2 separate regions of the Anas platyrhynchos genome follow, and region 2 is linked to region 1. Evidence: chromatin contacts called from public Hi-C data. All regions are on one chromosome and are shown on one strand. Each heading gives the region's core, a stretch centred on a gene start, on an enhancer-like site or on the middle of the called end of the contact. The rest is flanking DNA. Distances are from core to core; before and after follow the strand shown.

Region 1 (3,859 bases), core at 502-3,001:
TGAAGAGGTTAAAAAAAGTTATAGCTTTGTTTTGTATGCTAGATCAAAGTCATAAAAACAATCAATAAATAATTAGATTAAATTTCATTTTGTTTGTGTAGAATTACTGTGTTGTTTTTTTTCTGTTGCATGATTTTTTCTTTAAATTGTACTGCAATTATTGTATGGCTTTATTACTTATGAGTGGGTATCTTATTTTATGAGGTTAGATTACAGTTTAGGTTATAGTAATCTGTAAATGCAAGTCCTTCTGGGGCAGTAGGTACTAATTGTGAACAGATAGGGGAGATACCTTGTGTTGTGAAACCCCTTAGTGCTGAAATAACCAAACCACTGAGTCACACTTCACCTGTATGCAGACACAACAAAGTATTTTGGGTAAATAATGAAAATCTGTATGATGTCTTCCCTGGCCTTAGAGTGTTCTTTAGCTTGCTTTCATCAAAAGTAAAGAAATTTTGCATACATTGTCATTGCTTTACTTTTATGTTTAATTGCCATTACTGTTAGATAGTTTGTGCTATCTAAAAACAAATAGACACTTAATACATGAAACTGCCTTGATTTATGCAACATTTGGAAGTAAGCTAGCAAGCTTCTTGTTTCTGAGCTTTCTCCTAGGCTTTGCTTGCTCAATGTTTCTTGTAGAGTAACAATAAAAACAAAATCTCTTTGGAACAAATGCAGCTTATATTGGCAAACATTATTTTGCACAGGATAGGTTGTGTTGTAGTTTGCATATTTAAGTTATCTGGTTATCCAGATACTATTTCCAGTAGTGGTGACACTTGCAGTTTCTAGCTACAACTGCCAAGAAGGCCTTTTGCTTGCCCTGTTGTCTGAGCAGTTCCCTAACCAAAACAAACTTTATCTTCAAAATGAGTTTTTTCTGTATGAACATGTAGGGCATTTCTAGTCCCAGCTATATTAATTGCTTTCAAAAAAAAAGTTAAATATAAGCCAGCTGCAGAGAAATCTGTTTATAAAACATACAGCCATACTGTGGAAAAGCAGCGACTTCTAGAAGAAGTGCAAAAGTTTGAATGCAAGTATTTTTATGATTGTGAAGCTTTTTCATTTGCAGACTGACAGCACAACCATAAATAATTTTTAAAAATAAAAACATCTGTCTCTGAAACTTTCCTTAGTCATCCAGAATTCCACTTCTGTGACTGCAGAATAGAATTCAAAAGCTGTCGTAAAAGTTAGTGAATGAATACATTTTTGTTGTGCCAAACAGCATAAAGAAACGTAAGAAGAGGCTTGTTAAAGAAACTTGTCATGCATTGTTTAACCAATTGACAGTTTTTATTTCAGGCTCCATAAATTGTGTGCTGTTATAAATGGCTCAGGATTCAAATTAGGATTAAATAAAAAAATAGGATTTATTAAAAGAATATAAAGGAATAGAGGTAAGCAAACAGCGCTGGGTGCACCGGGAGTCTCCGCTCCACCAGGACGCACACCAGTTACATCAAGCAGCTGATTTTTATGCTCCTAGACTAATACATATTCATTACTACTTCTAAAAAAATAGATTATTATAATTATCTTCCGGGGTCCAGTTCCTCCTACTGGAGCATGCGCATCAGTCTCCTCTGGGGGTCTCTAGGGGTCTTTCATGCTGAAGGCTCATAGTCTTCCTCTCACCTTTGTACTCACTCGGCAGTATTCCAAGTTTATGGAACACTCTCTGTACACTCTCTGCAGGTCTTGTCTCCCAACCGCCCTTCAGCTTCTTTTTTCTTCCTCTTAATCTCTTGGTCCCCCCTGGCCAGATACCAAGGATCCTCATAGTATCCCATAACAGTCACTAGTTGTTATCAGTTGTTCTGAAACTCCCAGACATCAAACACAAACAGCTTTCTTATTTGATGCTTCACGAGTAATTAAAACATTCTTCCCCAGCCATTCACAGACACATCTATAGCAGTGTTAAGTTAATCTCGAAGAAGACAGGAAAAAAGGCTGTAACTGTTAGAAATAGAAGTCCGGAGTAACAAAAGCAAACAGGTTCATAAATTTAAGGAGTGTTTTCTGAAGACATGATAAATTGACTAGAATGAGGGGGAGACTGGGACACACTGCATCTGTGGTTCAAGAATTAAATTGCCAGTGCAGAACCCAGAGGCAGACAGGATTCAAACAGAATTGTTCTTCATGGACACGAATTGTTAACACATTCCTCACATGTGCTACCAAGGGTTACAATCCTTTTGTAATTGCTGTTTTAGGAAGAAGTTCTTTTTAGCTCTTACGCAAAGATAGTCTAAATTAAATTAATATTTAGTTGATCTGTTTTCTACAGTATGCAGTATTAAGAAATGCAAGTAGGGTTATAGTCTGAAAAAATGAGAAATTATTGCTACAGGATTTCATAATACTTTGTAATTATATCACATTTACTCTTTCTTGATATAATAGCAAGAATCCTGGATGTTTGCAGAATTAACACAAGCATAAACCTGTTCTTTTGTTGTTGTTGTTGTTTTTGATATAAAATCCTTAACATCTACTTGACTGATCTACCTTCTTAACTTGAAAATATAAGCACTGGCAATATATACAATCAAAGCTATGGATAATTACTGTATACACTTTTTCCTCACTTTTTTTTTCTTTAAGTCATCCTCTCCAAAACTTCTATTATTGAATAGTATTTCTAAATATTCTGTTCCATGGTTGGCTAGCAACCTAGTTAAGAATAGTCCATAAATGATGAATGCATTTGCCAGTCACGTTTCTCATTTCTGTTATTTTCTAGCTTGTCCCGAAGTTAACATGAGAAATAATATCCCTCATCTATAAGATATGGGGGAAGAATAAAATACAAAGAATCTCTCTTAATGTTTATCAGTTAAGAATGACTTAATTGCTAACAGTAAGTTTGGTGAGACTAGTAGTGTGTAATTGTTAGGTAAATCTCTTGTAATCTGTAGTTGATTTGGTCTGTTTATTTTAAATCAAGATGTAAGTTCTAAGTATAAATTTGAAAGGTTGACTGACATGTGGCACAGAAAAATAGTGAAAACTCTTAAAGACTTTCTATTAGCAAGTATTAAATCTTCCTGCCTCTCTCCACTGGCCTTTAAAAATCATGTTCAGACACAGTCATGCTGAAATTTGATCCGGAATGTAGTTGTGTGATAATTCAGAGCCACAGTTCTCTCTTTAGCTTCAATAGATGAAACATTGTGATTTGAAGTTGTTTGTTCCTTAGCTTTAGCTTCTCTTCAGGCTCTTCAAGGAAAGCAGAAGCCTAATTACTAAATATAAACAAACTCTTAGCTCTTTTCCCTACTAACGTGATGCAGCTAATTTTGCATATACATTGGAAAGCTCAGAAAAACAGATACTAAATAAAAAGGGACTAGGAGAATTCTCTAGAAAACAAACTCTCTAGAACCATTAACTTCCCTTTTATCCTTGAAATCAGCTAGTAGAGTCTGAGGGGGGAAAAATGTTAACTCCATTTGTAAAAAAGCCAGAAAGAAAGAGAATGTACATGACTAAACGTTTTGATGAGGTTGTACAAGGAAATACTCAAGTATGTTTGAAAGCTTCAGTGCCTCTTATTTTGAGTTCAAAATGTTAAGAGTTCATCTCCCAGATATTTCAATATGAGTAGGATAGCCATTTTTACTTTACTTTTTTGATCTGTTCTTTACAATCTTCTCTGCAAGAGATGTTCTCAGCAGCACTGTCTTGAAAACCTGGAAGAAATGTTCAATAGCTTGGCTAGACAATGGTTACCTAAGGGACAAGTTCTTTAGTTTTACATAAGTTAGTGAGTGTAACCAGGGCTACTGCACTGTTATGGTGATTTGTTGTCTTGACAGAAGACGTTGCTGCAATACAT
Region 2 (3,539 bases), core at 851-3,350, 73 kb after region 1:
AATGAGTGCCTTGAGATGTCATCTTTGAAGAGTTAAGATGCTGCCGATCACTTTTAGGGTGAAGTGTCTTGCTAAGGCAGTAACATCACGAAGTTCATAAATATAGTTGGATTGCTGTCAGGGTTCTGTAATGCTGAGCTCCTGACTCTTTGACCTGGCTACAAGCCATCCTTGACAGTTGTGTGAGAACTTAGTAGTTATTCAGTAAACCATTTTTATCTCTCAGTTCCACCATTTGAATTTAACTGCAGTTTATAGTACTTTGACAAGCAAATAATGTTTGTAAATCTGGATATTTGTTACATTTGGATGTCTGAACTCACAGCACTTGTATTTTGAAAGTAATTGGCATGCTGCATGTAATTGCACTTTATTGTCGGAATCTATTCTCCCTTATTGCTTTCAATCTGTAGAGATGGTGGTCGTTTCAGCAGCACTACAATACCTAAAATCAATTTAGGAATCATAAGAGAATATGATTCTCTTATCATATATTCTCCCGAATAAAGAAATCCGGTAGCCTAGAAGTCAACTGCATTTAACCCTTCCCTTAGATATCTTTTGGTGTTTCTCTATGTGGGGTCCCGGTGACTATGCGTATTGTTTTGTACGATGTCTTCTAACTTGTTTTGAAGAGCAGCCTGGCCTCAGAATGAGAGGTGCACAGAGAACAGTGAGAATCCGTCAGTGGACAGTGGGAGATGGGACTGGGCTTCAGATAACAGATTAAGTGTAGAAAACATACAGCTGCACAAAGTGATTTTTCTTGTTAAAAATATAATTATAAATAGCTCAGTGTGAATTGGTGAATTCTAGCTTTAAAGTACAGTATCTTAAAGCTAATCTCATGTTGAGTGTTTCTGAGTACTCATAAGGCTTCAGATTGCTTTGCTAAAGCATCTTCACATTCTCAGGTCTGTAGTGTTTATTATCTTCAGGAACTGAATGATAAGTTTCATTCAAAAAGTGGGGGCCCTCCTATTGGTCTTGCTTCAGCTTCATCTGAAGAATTACCAGGCTTTGTTCTCCAGTTAAAAGTTTAAGTCATTGCTTTTTCAGTTTTTTTTCCTAAATAACAGCCTCTTTTGTTGATGAAGATTCCATCAGTGACACTCCATGACATAACTCCATGACAATTAATGAAGATTCCATCAGAGTATATGCCCTTTTGGGACCTAGATCTGTGGTGAGACTTGAATCCCATGATATGGGTACTACTGGCCTCCTGCTCACTTTTGTTGTTGATGGTAGCTCTTCTAGTTGTTTTTAATTCTGCTCCAAGGAGAAACGTATATATTTATGAATCATTCCCCAATAATGTCCTCCACCTATCCTAAGATGATGTTGGTGTTACACTGTAACCAGGAAATAAGCCTGCTATCTTTCTTCTCTAAGCCTCATGTTTTTAGGGCAGACTCCATACTTCACACTCAGTGTCAGGATGTCTTTCTAAATCTTTGACTGGCCCAGATTCTTTTTGAGCTGTTTGTATCCGTGTGGTGGTTTTACTCAGGTGGGCAGCCGAGCTCCACCACAACCGCTCTCTCACTCCCCCTCTCCTCAAAAAGGAAGGGGGAGAAAATACAACACAGAGAACTCAAGGTTTGAGATGAGAAAGGTTTAATTAAAGGGAAAGGGAATGGGGAGGAAAAACAGAAACAAAAGAAACAATCAGTCCGCGCGGAAGCACAGAGAGAGAAAAAATTATTCTCTACTTCCCATCAGCGAGTGGTGTTCGGCCACGTCCTGGGAAGCAGGGCCTCAAACACGTAGTGGTTGTTCAGGAGGAACAGCCCCCTCCCCCAGGAGAGCCCCCCCTTTTATTGCTGAGTGTGACATCAGGTGTTATGGAATATCCCTTTGGTTGGTTTAGGTCAGCTGCCCCGGCAATGTCCCCTCCCCATCACTTGCCCACCCCCAGCCTGCTGGTTCTTGGGGGCTTGGAAGGAGTCCTGATGCTGTGCCAGCACCAAGCAGCAGTAGACACAACACTGGAGTGATATCAGTGCTGTTCCAGCTACGAGTGCAGAGCACAGCACTGTGCGGGCTGCTGCAGGGAAAAGGTGACTCCAGCTCAGACAGACTCAACACAATCCATCACTAAGAAATGCAGGATCTGGGCTTTTTGCATGCAGCTGCAGTAAAAGCAAATAGTGAGCTGTAGGCAGACCATACACAAAGAGAACAGTCTGCCAGAGCTGAGGAGCTTTCAGTTGCTGTTGCAGGGCTGCTGCTGTTTGTGGCCACCTGCACTCCCAGCCAAACCAGCACAGAACACACAGAACATGCTGAGGGTTGGTGCAGTGTCCCACTGACCAGTACAAATCACTGATTGCAGAAAGGACACTGAAATCTTCCTCCTAGTTGGAGAGGTTTATCGATTATTTACCACTTGCTATAACATGCTTACCCACTTGGAAAAGATTATTTGCTGTAACTGGCATTCTGCACCTTGTGAAGGTTCTTCTTTCCCCCATAGTTCCTCAATATACAGCCCTATGGGTGAAAGCAATTAAATAGCACTATCTGCACTCCAACTTCTTTGCTAAGCATTAAGCAGAGTGAGAGTTTGCCCTCTGTGGATAATGTTCTCATCTCCCGTAGTAAAGCACAGATACTCTTACTGTTGGACTGTACAAATGGGCTGTCTATCATAAAAATCACCACTTACTCTTCTTGCTTCGTCTCTGAGGTAGATGTCTGCTGCAAAGAAGCAATGGATTTAAATCATAGCAAGGAGGAGTCAAACTGCACAACACAGCCATAACTTCCTTGGAAATGTCTCTGCAAGTTTTAAAAGACAATACAGATGGCTGTCGGTCAGCAGTGTCTGCCAAAGTGGGTTGTGTGTCTGGGACAGAGAAGAGCTAGGTGATTCCTCGAGGTCCTTTCCAGCTGCACTGTTCCGGCAATTTACCTGCCTTCTTATTTCAGAAATATACATATTATTTGTAGTACAAAGGCTTTCTGCTGCTGTTGCATGGTTTTCATAGTAGAGGAACAGGCTTTCTGAATGCAACCTGTCTTCTTGAATATTGTTTTGAAATGGTATGTGAAATAAGATCATCCTGTTTTCAAATCTGAACATCTAAGGCAAACACAAAATTCTTTAAAAAAAATAAAAATCAGCACAAATAGTTCTTAAAGGACAATTCATCTCCCCCTAGCAACAGCAAGGATGAGGTATAGATGGATAGTAATACAGTGGAATAAATGAAACAATGTTGGCACTCTAAACCCCACTTCATAAAATTTCTGCTGTGGAACTGTTTTGGTAAACAGACCACAGTACAGAGTGAAAAAGTTAACTGTTCTGTGGTGATTTCTGTTAAAATCATATATTCTGTGTGTTCTGTATAGGAGTGATACTCCTCTCTGTTAAATATAATTGAATATAACTGTCATGAGTTGAAGGTATGCCTGGTCAGATGCAAACGCAGATCTGAGATGGTGTTAAACAGCTGTACAGTCCTACTGACTACAGTATTTCCTTTGGAAATCACTTCCTGATAACTTAACCTTTACTTTCTCTTCACAGC

What was found. A called contact is a pair of places that touch in the nucleus more often than the background predicts.
Region 2: a Hi-C map of small yellow follicle shows a contact between it and region 1, with 3 times the contacts expected there. The contact joins two enhancer-like sites. A contact is called at or near these places in 4 of 8 Hi-C or Micro-C datasets (F5 follicle, skeletal muscle, small yellow follicle and 1 more).

Annotation. Positions count from the first base shown.
Region 1 is chr15:2,457,475-2,461,333 of IASCAAS_PekinDuck_T2T, forward strand. LOC101794451 (DNA repair endonuclease XPF) reads left to right here. Exons shown (of 11, transcript XM_005028641.6): 11 at 1-87. Among named protein-coding and RNA genes, the nearest start is that of MRTFB, 16 kb to the right of the region's middle. Within about 2 kb of position 1,752, at least 1 of the 8 cell types and tissues checked has an H3K27ac peak or open chromatin away from gene starts, as enhancers often do. A contact at or near this core is called in small yellow follicle, where this site is marked.
Region 2 is chr15:2,529,796-2,533,334 of IASCAAS_PekinDuck_T2T, forward strand. MRTFB (myocardin related transcription factor B) reads left to right here. Exons shown (of 16, transcript XM_072024089.1): 5 at 3,539. Among named protein-coding and RNA genes, the nearest start is that of TRNAT-CGU, 42 kb to the right of the region's middle. Within about 2 kb of position 2,101, at least 4 of the 8 cell types and tissues checked have an H3K27ac peak or open chromatin away from gene starts, as enhancers often do. A contact at or near this core is called in small yellow follicle, where this site is marked.